Linked DNA regions of Mus musculus: region 1 is linked to region 2. A link is a contact called in public HiChIP or PLAC-seq data. All regions are on one chromosome and are shown on one strand. Each heading gives the region's core, a stretch centred on a gene start, on an enhancer-like site or on the middle of the called end of the contact. The rest is flanking DNA. Distances are from core to core; before and after follow the strand shown. Region 1 has its middle 80 kb from the start of Gm31235. Region 2 overlaps Xdh (xanthine dehydrogenase).

The links. HiChIP or PLAC-seq counts read pairs in DNA pulled down with a chosen protein or histone mark.
Region 1: a contact with region 2 is called in an H3K27ac HiChIP or PLAC-seq map of large pre-B cells, with 2.2 times the contacts expected there. The contact joins two enhancer-like sites. A contact is called at or near these places in 2 of 15 datasets of contacts at CTCF or cohesin (the NIH/3T3 cell line and large pre-B cells) and 2 of 115 datasets of contacts at active chromatin or transcription factors (acute myeloid leukemia and large pre-B cells).

What each region holds. Positions count from the first base shown.
Region 1 is chr17:74,157,767-74,163,758 of GRCm38.p6, forward strand. No RefSeq gene overlaps it. Among named protein-coding and RNA genes, the nearest start is that of Gm31235, 80 kb to the left of the region's middle. Within about 2 kb of position 1,940, at least 147 of the 459 cell types and tissues checked have an H3K27ac peak or open chromatin away from gene starts, as enhancers often do.
Region 2 is chr17:73,902,351-73,908,385 of GRCm38.p6, forward strand. Xdh (xanthine dehydrogenase) reads right to left here. Exons shown (of 36, transcript NM_011723.3): 21 at 5,271-5,395; 22 at 4,345-4,478; 23 at 3,854-3,941; 24 at 3,660-3,746. Among named protein-coding and RNA genes, the nearest start is that of Xdh, 45 kb to the right of the region's middle. Within about 2 kb of position 3,196, at least 22 of the 459 cell types and tissues checked have an H3K27ac peak or open chromatin away from gene starts, as enhancers often do.

The sequences.
Region 1 (5,992 bases), core at 690-3,189, 250 kb after region 2:
ATGTAAGTTTTCTCATCCTTATTTCTTAGTGAGTCTAGAAGCAGATCTATTTATCCACAAATATCAATGCCCCAGTTCTCTGGTGTCTCTTTATTCCTTTTATTTTTGGGCTATACTAGCTAATAATCTCCTGATCTCAGTTTTTAAAATTTTAAGTCAAGGTATCACTATGCAGCGTTGGTTAGCCCCAAACTTATAAACCTCCTGCCTCAACCTCTCATGTGCTGGTTTTACAAACATACACTACCACACCTGCCTCCGTTCCTTTTCATAATGTTCCTCCCAGGCAACAAATATAAAGCAAACAAATCTCTAATACCATTTTGTTGTAATTTTTCCTTGAGAAATTATGATTTAATAGTTACTATGGTCTGCTCCAAGTAATTACAGTAATTATGTAATCACTGTAAATTACAAAAAAAAAAGTTACCATTCTTGTTCTAAGATTCATTTATTTTTTTATTTCATGTGTATGAGTGTTTTGCCTGCATGTACATATGTGCACCACCTGTGCTCCTGGTGCCCCCGGAGGCTGGAGAGGGCATCAGAGTTCCTGGTACTTGAATCACTGTTGGTTGTGAACCACCATGTGGGTGCTTGGAATCAAGCCAGGTCCTAGGCAAGAACAGCAAATTCTCTCAAACACTGAGCCATCTCCCCAGTACCAATATTGCCATGCTTTTAACAACAGTTTCCACGCTGTCTAGCACTCAGTTAGGGGACCTATCATACCTATCCAGGAGCTTTCGCCCAACAGTAACCCTTTGACTTCCACATAGGAATCTGTCTTAGACTGTAGTGAAATTTAAAACTCTCCTTTAAGGATGCCACAGGCTGTGTGTGTGTGTGTGTGTGTGTCAATTACCTTGTCAGTGTGTGATACCCATGTGACAACATTTGGGTAAAAAAAAGAAGAGATGGTGCACTCACTTAGCTTAGTATAGAAAAGACACACCTGCTCACACTAGCTTATCCAGTTAGTCATTCTGTGACAAAGGCACTACAAGATGACGCTTCTCTGTAGGGATAATGTCCTGTGGACTGTGTAAAAGCATCCCCTGTCAATAAAGAGCTAAACGGTCAATAGCTGGGCAAGATGTAGAAGGTGGGATGTCTAAGCAATGAGAGGCTCTGGAAAAGAGTCAGGTGCAGGGGGATTCGCCACAGATATGCAGAAGAAGTATGAAACTGAGGAGAGGTAACTAGCCATGTGGCAGAACTTAGGTTAGTATAAAGGGGTGAATATAAGTTAAGAGCTAGTTAGGGAGCCAGCCTAAGCTAAGGCCATAAGGCATTCATAAATAAATAAGCCTCCGTGTCATTACTTGAGAATGGGGGCAGACTTAGAAAAAGCCAAATGGTTATAAATGGTACCCAGTGTGGTGCTTGTAAAAGCCAAGCTTAGAGCCTGGGGAAAATGGCCCGGGGGAGTGGGGGGGGGGGGGAGGGATGCCTGGGGAGGGTCATGAGGAGGGAGCACCTCTCAGAGACAAAGGGGAGCAGGAGGAAAGGATGAAGAACTCTGAGAGGGGAGACCACGGGGAGCCAATATTTGGAATGTAAATAAATAAAATAATAAATTAAAAATAATCCAATCTTAATCTGAGAGAGAGAGAGAGAGAGAGAGAGAGAGAGAGAGAGAGAGAGAGAGAGAGAGAGAGAGAGAGCGCTAAGTGGAAAGGCAGGGGGCAAGTACTTCCCAGGCATGGCAGAGGAGCTGAGCAACCTGAGCCTGTGGAAAGCCAGCATGTGCCTGCCGGAAGAGCCTGCAGCTGCCCAGAGCTGGGTCAGCCTGCACTACTCAGTGAGAAGCATGGCTCCTAATGCGCTCCCTTGGAGCAATGAGGCTTGGGTGTCATTTTGTGAGCTGTATCCGGGAGCCAAACCAGAGCCACCTTCCCAGAGTGGGTGGAAGTCAGAGGGCAGGCCCCGCCCATCATGGCAAGACGCGTGCGCTCACAGGAAAAGCCTGCAGACTGGCAGAGTCTGGAGGGAGTGATCTACCCCCTGTGGGTGGAGCCAACAGCTGATCAGCGAGATCTGTGAGACTCCACAGAGGCCAGCTACAGATGTGAAAATGGAAGGAAACGGTAAAAAGGCTCCAAACTTGATAAGACACTTGGGAAGTTCTTAAAAGTAAAGTTAGATAAAAAAGTTAAAAAGAATAAGACAAGTAAAAATGCAAAATGCAGTGACAGAGAGTATTTGGATTCCATTTAATTTGTTTCACTTATCAACATACATATAATTATTTTTAATAATGATTGCAATTTTACATATCCTTTTTAAGAGATCAAAAGAAAACAGATAAGAGCACTGAAAAGTTAAATGCTAGATTGGAGGCCATAGAACAGATATTAAAGGATTCTTTAAATCAGAATAAAGACACTTCAGAGGAACCCAATCTGGAACCTACAACAACAGTAAAAACATGTAGTTCCAGATGAGAAACATCCACAAATGCTTGGGAAATTAGAATGGCAACCCATAGAGATATAATTTACTGAGTTAAGAATGCAATTGCTGGGGCTGGTGAGATGGCTCAGCGGTTAAGAGTGCTGACTGCTCTTCCAAAGGCCCTGAGTTCAAATCCCAGCAACCACATGGTGGCTCACAACCATCCATAACAAAATCTGATGCCCTCTTCTGGAGTGTCTGAAGACAGCTACATTAGTGTACTTACATATAATAAATAAATAAATAAATAAATAAATAAATAAATAAATATTTTTTAAAAAAAGAATGCAATTTCTGTTTAATGATGCTACCTTACAGCAATGTCATACAACAGCTTATGTGTTTTATTTTGTAGCATTTTGGAGAATTAAAGTATGTACATATGTCAATGAACCATACAGTTGATTTATACTCGTGATTTCAATATGCTTTTGCCTGGAGTTCTAAAAAGGCTGATTATAAGATTGCACATTTATTAAAAATGATGGCTATCTTGAAAATGTCTTTGAAGATTGACGTTGATATTCCAACATGTGTATCCATTACAATTTTTTAGACATTATGGCATAGAACGCATTATTGTAAGATATTATCTTACAATCCTACAGGACAAACAATTGTAAAAAAGATTTAACTACACTGTAGCAGAAATGCTCAGAGAACAAAAGGAAGATATGGGATCCCCCAGAGAGAGATTAAATAATGCTTGACTTTCAATTGTTTAAATATCAATGAGAAAGATAGCACAGCTACTGAGAGACATCTGTTTGGGGTGGGGTGGAGAAGTAGAAGGGATTGCTGAATTAAACCTGCCTATCTAATTTAAGGATGTCCTAACCTCAGAATGGAAGAAAGAAAATGTGTCCTGTTGGGGGAGAGGTTTTGTCTTTGTTTCAACAGGAGAAAAAAAAAATCAGTGGATTCCATAAAAGTCAATAAAGATAAGGTTTGACCAAGGGAGACCTCCTGAAAAAATCTATGAAGAAAGCAAGAAAAATAACAAAACAGGAAGTATATACTGATCCTTCTCCATGGGAACAGCTCTAAGACATGAATGTCTCCAGGCAGAACTACAGCTAAGCATAGCCAATAAACCTCGATGGCTATAGAGTCCTCAGGAGTTACCGTGCCATCCTTTCACACGGCATGGACGGAAATTTACACTACAGTTTGGATATACGGTCCAAACAGACTTATAAAGTTTGATTCCTTTTCCCTGCTCAAACATAGAGCAAAGAATCTTTAGCTGAACTGTGCACATTGTACATTCCATCCATGTGCTAATGCAGAGACATATATTACCTTTGAAAGTATATGTTTGGAGAGCATAAGGACCAGACACCAAAGAAGACAAGACAAGTAGCCCAGGTGGTCCTGTCTCGTAGACTGCCTCAAATGATGCCTCCTCAAACACCTGAATCCAGAATTATTCAGCCTCACATCCAGCCAGGACTGAAGTTAAGCCCTGCACTTTGCCATCACCCAGAGACTGGACTCGATACACCTAGCTCTCCCAGGACTGAGCCAGTACCCTCCAAAGAATGTCACCCCCAGACAGCATGAAACAATTTTAAGAGAACATTCCCCACAAGTGGGGTGCGTGGTTTGGGTCCTCCAGTGGGTGATGCGTGTTTGTTATCATCCTAGAGAGTTGGTCACAGGTTGTTAATGGTCTTGGCCAGGGAGTGAACAGAGTAAAGAAGGCTAGATTCAGGGCTTTCTTTCTCTCTGTCTTGTTACTTCTTCTATCCTTCTTTCTCTCCTATCAAATGTTACAAAATAAAGACTATATTTTGCTACAACTATATATATTATTATTATTATTACAACTATATAGCTGTAGACCAGGCTGGCCTCAAACTCAGAAATCCGCCTGCCTCTGCCTCCCAAGCACTGGGATCAAAGGTGTGCGCCACCACGCCCAGCATGTTTCAACTCTTGTTTTAGGTATTATACCTATGAAATGCATTTAAAACTACAATGTGACATTCTTGTCCTTTTGTGAGCTACTGTTACAAACTGTTTAGGATGATTAAGAAATGCAAGTTAGTTGTCCATCAAACTTGTGGTCATGTTAGGTACTAGTTTAGTTAGTTACAGAAATAACCTTTATTTAGCTTCCAGTTGATGTTTTCAAAGTTGAGCAGATAGTGGATAGCTAGGAACAAGCAACATTTGCCTATACTAATACCCTATAGATGGATAGATGGTCTTCAAAAACCTCAAAGATCTATAAAAGATGTTTTTATTAATAAAAGTCTTTTTTGGCAGTGAGACATGTTTGCTCCTGGAAGAACCCTGTTCTACCTTAAAGGATATGATGAGCCTTGAAGACCCTCCATATGGAGTTTGCTTCAGATGTGGCAAAGCTAGCCACCAGCAACTACAGACAGCACGCCGTCCAAACTGGATAAGCAGGGCATGAAGAAAGTTGACTGCTAAGCTTCACAAGAACAAGGTAGGCAAGTCCTTCATAATCCCTGCTTCACAGAAAAGTCTGTCACATACTGGGCCAGAAGCCTGACGAGGATGGTCCAACAGTGTAAAGTAATCTTGGGTGACACAGGCAGCTCGCAACCTCTGTCATTTCTATAGTTTTGGAAGTTGCTTGTTCTACACTTCCTATATACTCAGGTAATGTTTATCCTTCTCAGTTTTCTGATAGGGTTGAAGACTAGATAATTATAGTCTCACAGTTAAGCTCAAATTGTTTAGGATTTAAAAAAATGTTTTAAGAACTAAAAATATTTATAGGTTGATAAATGCAAGTTATGATAGAAAGTGAATTGGGTACAGAACTTTGGACTCATCATAATAGGATATATAGTAGAGTATTTTCTCCAAGTTTGCCAAATACATATGGACTGGACAATGTGGGTGTAACTCTTACTTGATAGCTTTTACAATTGTTCTTTTTTTATACAGTTTATTGATTTTTAGAGAAAGTCTTTTATTGGGCTAAAAGGAGGACATGTAAGGATAGTCTCTTGTGCACTGTGTAAAAACTGTCAATATAGAGCTGAACAGCCAATAGCTAGTCAGGAAGAAGGGGACATTAGCAAAGAGAGAGGGACTCTCTGAGAAATAGTCAGGTGCAGGAATATTCACCACTAAGATGCGAAGGAAATTGGACATATGAAACTGAGGAGAGGTAACTAGCTATGTGGCAGAACTTAGGTTACTATAAATTGGTTTATATAAGTTAAGAGCTAGCTACGGTGCAAACCCAACCAGAGGCCATAAAACATTCATAAACAAGTAAGCTTCCATGTCATTATTTGGGAACTAGGGTGGACTGAAGGGGGGGAAGCCAAATGGTTAAACTTCTCTGAGAATCTAAAAAGGGAAAAAAATGAATTTGAGAGCTTTTCATTCTCATTTTAAATAAGTTTAAACAAGATGCTTGAGTTGAAGAGAAAAGTATTAGGAAGGTTTTACCAAGAATAATTTACCCCTACTTAAAGACATAAAGCGCCACATGTAACAGCTATGTAACAAAAAGTCATAAAATTATCATTGGTTTTAGAAAGATTAA
Region 2 (6,035 bases), core at 1,946-4,445:
TTCTCCCATGCATTGTGTTTATAGGCTCTTTGCGCTGCCACCTAGGGCTACATACTCAACATATTTATAGGACTGAATTACAAGGTTTTACGATCTTTGGGGATAACTACTGCATGCCTGTCAGCCTGATTTACTCTAAAACACCAAAACACGTTACACATGGTGAGAACGCTAGAAATACTTCCTGTTTTGAACATTTGTAATAGTAGGTCTGGAGTATAAAGTTTCCTAACTGAACTAATTAGACTCTAGCATAGAGGGGGACCCAGAGGGCATAACAGGAAACCTGCTTTTTAAAAAAAGGTTACTTTAAAAAATAGAAATCTAAACATGTAAGAACCAATCTGGTCATAAAATTAGGATAGTAACTTTTAAAAGGTACCACCATCCATGTAAATTTGATAATTCTCACAATTGATTTTTTTTCCATTTTTATTAGGTATTTAGCTCATTTACATTTCCAATGCTATACCAAAAGTCCCCCATACCCACCCACCCCCAATCCCCTACCCACCCACTCCCCCTTTTTGGCCCTGGCGTCCCCCTGTACTGGGGCATATAAAATTTGCGTGTCCAATGGGCCTCTCTTTCCAGTGATGGCCGACTAGGCCATCTTTTGATACATATGCAGCTAGAGTCAAGAGCTCCGGGGTACTGGTTAGTTCATAATGTTGTTCCGCCTATAGGGTTGCAGATCCCTTTAGCTCCTTGGGTTCTTTCTCTAGCTCCTCCATTGGGAGCCCTGTGATCCATCCATTAGCTGACTGTGAGCATCCACTTCCTCACAATTGATTTTATTTCACCCATTTTTGCCTCTTCTTACCTTCTTTTTATCTACTTCTTTTTAAACTGTACTTATTGGTTTACTTGAGTGAGTGTGTCAGAGCACACATGTCTAGGTCAAAGGACAACTGGCAAGAGTTACTTCCCTCCACCAAGTAGATGCCAGGATCAAACTCAGTTCACCAGTCTTGGTGCCAGGCACCTTTGCCCACTAAGCACCACCTTTCTGGCCCTGCTAGCTATTTTATTTTAACACTAAATTATTCCAAGCTCATCTATCACAGCTGTGGCAAAGTGAGCAGTGCACACAGCTGCTGGGCTTATCCTTGCCATTTATGGCTCAAGGATCCTCAGCAGGCGCTAAATACAGAAATACCCAAGGACCATGTTTGACATTACTCAAGGTTTTATCCTGGCAGACAGATACTCATCATTAATATACAGTATGAGGACCTAGCCCATCCCATCCAGTATCCTTAATATGATAGATAGATAGATAGATAGATAGATAGATAGATAGATAGATAGATAATTGACAGAGATAGATGATAGATAGATAGATAGATAGATAGAGAGATAGAGATGACTAGATAGGTAAATAATAGATTGTAGATGGTAGATAGATGATAGATCAATGATAGATTATAGATAGATGATAGATAGTAGATAAGAGAGAGAGAGAAAGGGAGAGAGAGAGAAAGAATGTTTTAAGTCAACAGTGATACAAAATATTCTAAAAGGGAAAGGAAAGTGGCAGAAACACTACAGTCCTCAGGAATCAAGAAATGGTGTGGTAAGGAGTTCTAGGGGTTAGAGGTTTAAGGTGTTTGGTTATGCTTCTAGACCTCAACCTTTATGAAAATCAAGTGATCTAAAAATGTCAATGATTATAGAGACTAAAAAGGATCACCCCCTTAAATCCTGTTCTTTTTATCCAAAAGGTCAATAAAAGGTAGCCTAGCAAAGGTCTTAGACATTAACTATTATACTCCAACTGAATACCACATACACACTCATAGACACACACACTCACATATACATATACTCACAGACACACACATCCACATACATACACACACACAAACACATACTCATTCACACGAGTTGTGACCCCGTTCCTATAACCACATCTGCAAAATCTCATCAGAAACCTATGCTTCCATTTTCATGAGGCTCCATTGGGGTGCCCCAACACTCTTGTTCGGATGGTATCACAAAAAGTCAGGTATGGATCTAAGACTCACCACTCACCACCTGTAGCCATTTATAAAGCCCTACCCACACCCTAAATAAAGCCATTGTAAAGCACATAAGACCCTGGACTTTCATGCTCACTTAGCAAAAAGACCTCTTACTGACTTTCCTTCTGGATGGTGCCAAGGGTCTAATAAAGAACCAAGGCCTTCACCATATCCCTGCTGTTCAGTAGCTAGTCAGACTTTAGCAGGCTTGGAGCCACAGCTACTGTGTGTTCACAATTACAATACCCTATGCTTCCTTGACCTCTAACTCAGACTACATAACTTTCTCTCTTGCTCTTTCCATCCCCTTCCTTCCAGTAGTATTTGGGTACAGTTATTTGAATAAGAATGGCCCCTATAGGTTCATATATTTGAACATTTAATCATAAGGAAATGGCACTACTTGGGAGGGATTAAGAGGTGTGGCCTTATTGGAGTAGGTGTGGCCTTGTTGGGTGAAGTGTGTCACAGGGGGTGAGCTTTGAAGTTTCAAAAGATAATAATAAATCAGTACAAATAAAAGACAGAGATTAACAGAGTACATTTAAAAATATGATGTAACTATATTTCTTTGAAATTTTCATTTCAATAATAATAGTAATCATAATATAATATAGGTAGATTGAAAGCAAAAGTTTAGAAAATATAGCATGTAAATATTAAACAAAAGGTACAAAACAGACTTTTAGTAACATTATATAAAGGAGAATTGTGAACAAAACATTATAAGAGAGAGATTATATAATGATAAAACGTCAGTTTCCCCAAAGCATACTCGTTGGTTTGGTCTCAAACAACAGAGAGGAAATACAGATGAACTAACAATTTCAAGGGCTCAAAGAAGAACAGATGAAAGAACAGGAAATCTGCACTTACAGTCAGAGGTCGCTGTGCCCCTTTCTCAAGATACAGAGATACTAGACTGAAAATTAGGAAGGAGGTAGAAGAACTCAGCACAAGCCAAAAGCAGCTACTGGACACCATAAGTAGTGTCCAGTACTCTACTTATGGGAGACAGAAAGCAAAGTCCTCCCTAAAGCTATGTTAGCTCCTCGAACTGTGAAAAGATAAATGTCCATGGCGTATATTATTGAACACAACTGAATTTCATCAGAGGATGTCTCTGCACCAGGATGGGATGCCCTGCAACCTAACTCCCTGAGTATGCTTTACTTTGTAAAAAGTCACTTCCGTTTCCTGTCTACAAATGCCACCTGGCCACCTCTCTGAGCCTCTGTTTTGAGCTGACTGGTTTGTAAAGTGTTCTTTGCTCGTTTAAGCTCTCTGAACTTAATTTTTGCAAAGCTTTTATTTTATAAACAAATATTACATCTTTTTGTCTTTTTCATGAGCATGCACATGCACACACACATACATACACACCACACACACACACCTGAAGATGTATACGTAATAGGGCTAGCATGGCAAATATCTTGAACAGAAAGGACGAGTTACTAATCATAGATATAATATGGTCATTCTCTGCTTAGAGATTGTCCAAGGACGGGAAGCTGAAAGTGAGGAAGATTTAGTTACGTGGCTATACAGAAATAATTGGCAGGGATGCCCCCAGACTGTGCAGCACACCCTTGGCCTTCCAGTCACTCCTAGGGGCAGGCAGATACTACTTACACTCCGAGAGAGATCCTCACTGTTCCCGCCATTGCTGAAGTGAGCCACCTCCAGTGCCACTATAGTCCCAGTCTTCATGAAGCCCACCTGATGAAAGGAGAGTCATTCTCAATATCACCCATGTCTGTCTGTCTGTCTGTCCTGGTCCATCCCACCCATTTATCCTACCCGAGTAGACAGAACAGATCAATCACCTTGTATTTAGCCAGGAAGGGATGTCTGCCACCAGTTATGAGCATGTCCTCGTCTCGGTCCAGCATGCAACGTACAGGGCGGCCTGTCCTGGGGCAGCGGGGGATCAAGGAGGTTAGAAACCTGTAAGCCTCCTGCAGCCTAAGCCCCGTGTGTCTCAGGATGCTAAACAGTACGGAGGTTTGCTTTCCATCTACACACTGAGCTTTTCAGTGGTGGTGCTGTGCTGAAGAACACAGGAAATGCCAGGCTGTGAGTCCTCACCTTATTCCTAGGGAGCTTAAGCTAGTTGGGGGGTGGGGGTGGAGAGAGAAGCCATGAATACAATGTACAAAGAAGCTGGGGAGGGTATCCCTGCCCTTATGTTCAAGGGTTTGAAACAGAGAAAACTGAGAAATCAAAGTAGGGACAATTACTTTCAACAAGGGGAGACTCTAGAAGGCCATCCTGACCAGCTGGCATTGTAGCAGGAGAAGGGGGCCTAGAAACTCACTTGTATGCAGCCAAGGCCACTGCTGTGGATATCAGAGTGCTCCGGGTCTCCTTCCCTCCAAAGCCTCCACCCATTCTTTTCACTCGGACTACAATTCTGTTGTCTGGAACACCCAACATCTTTGCAATAAAGCTCTATACAAAAGAAGAAAAACAACCTTGCATTGACACATCCTCTGGACCTTTTCAAGGCCTGACCTCAACCTGTCCAACATGCCTGGGCCTAAGCACTACTATGAATTCTGAAATTTCTGAAGTAAACATCTTCCCCACCTCCCAGTGGTGACTGGTGCCAGGATCCAGCACTCACTGGTCACCACCAAGTGAATTCAGGCAACTCGGATATTTCCTTTTTTACCAGAAGGGCAAGATAACAGCATGCATTCAGGGTGAAAAAAAAAAAATCATCTCACTTGGCAAGGACTTCTAGGTCAGAATGGTAAGAGTAGATACCAAAAATCCTGGCAACCAATATCATGTACCAGTTAGTACATGTACATACACCTAGTATTGTATTGTATTGATAGTGCATGTGCAATATCATATACAGACAGCTGTATCTGCTAAGTTAATGGTCCTTATGGTTATCACATGGTCCCATACTTGATTTTAAACAATGAGATATTTGGGCAGGATATGCCTTGGTATGTGCTGGCCACATAGCCTCAGAATTATAAAAGTGAAGACTCCCTAGGTTCTAGTGCAAGTTCTAAAATGTATCTGATTGATGAAATGACGCTAGCAAGCCCCACCTTACTAGTTAATGTTAAATGGCAAGTTCAATGTCCCTGGTGGTGAACAGGCTCTGATTCCAAGACTAATACTCATGTCCCTCTTAGGATCTATATCTAGTATCTACTTCTTCCTGTTTCCTATTCTGCCCGACCTGGTCCACTAGGAGTTCTCCTGTCACTGCCTTGAGCTGACCTGGGTTTTCATGGTGTTCTGTGTGCTCACGAAGAGCTCCATCTCGCCTGCCTCGCCTTTCGGCACGGCAATGGTGCAGTGGGTCTCCAGATAGAAGTGCTCCTGGCCACCAATATATAATTCTCCTGGGGGAAGCAATGAGAGACCCCTGATGAGCCCAGATCTGTACAGGGATATGCCTGCTGTGGTGGCTAATCTTGATTGTCAACTTGACACATCTGGGAACTTCAACTGAAGAATTGTCTCCATCAGATTGTCTTGTAGACATGACTGTGGGTCACTTTCTTCACTGCTAATTGATAGAGGAGAGCCTACCCGCACTGTGGGCAATGCCATTCCTAGGCAGATGGGCCTGGGTTGTATAAAGAAAATAGCTGAGCAAACCAAAGAAAGCATGCCAGTTAGCAGTGTTCCTCCATGCTTAGTTCCTGCTGCCAGGGTCTCACCTTGGCTTCCCTCAAGAACAGACAGGAACCTGTAATCCGAAATAACCCTTTCCTCTCAAAATGCTCCTGAGCAGTGTTTTATCACAGCAACTGAGGCGCGAACCAGAACACTTGCTAAAGGAAATAGTCCACCAAAGAACCCCTTGTTGTTCATGGTCACCTCTGGTGACCAACTGGGATGGGAAAGGGTCTTAAAGTCCTAACATTCTGTGAGTTATGTCTGTCCATCCAATCCTCCTCCCATCAAGGCAGCCAGAGTAACATTAAATACTGAGGCCACTGGGCACCTGGGATTTCTAAGATGAACATTGTAAAGTTT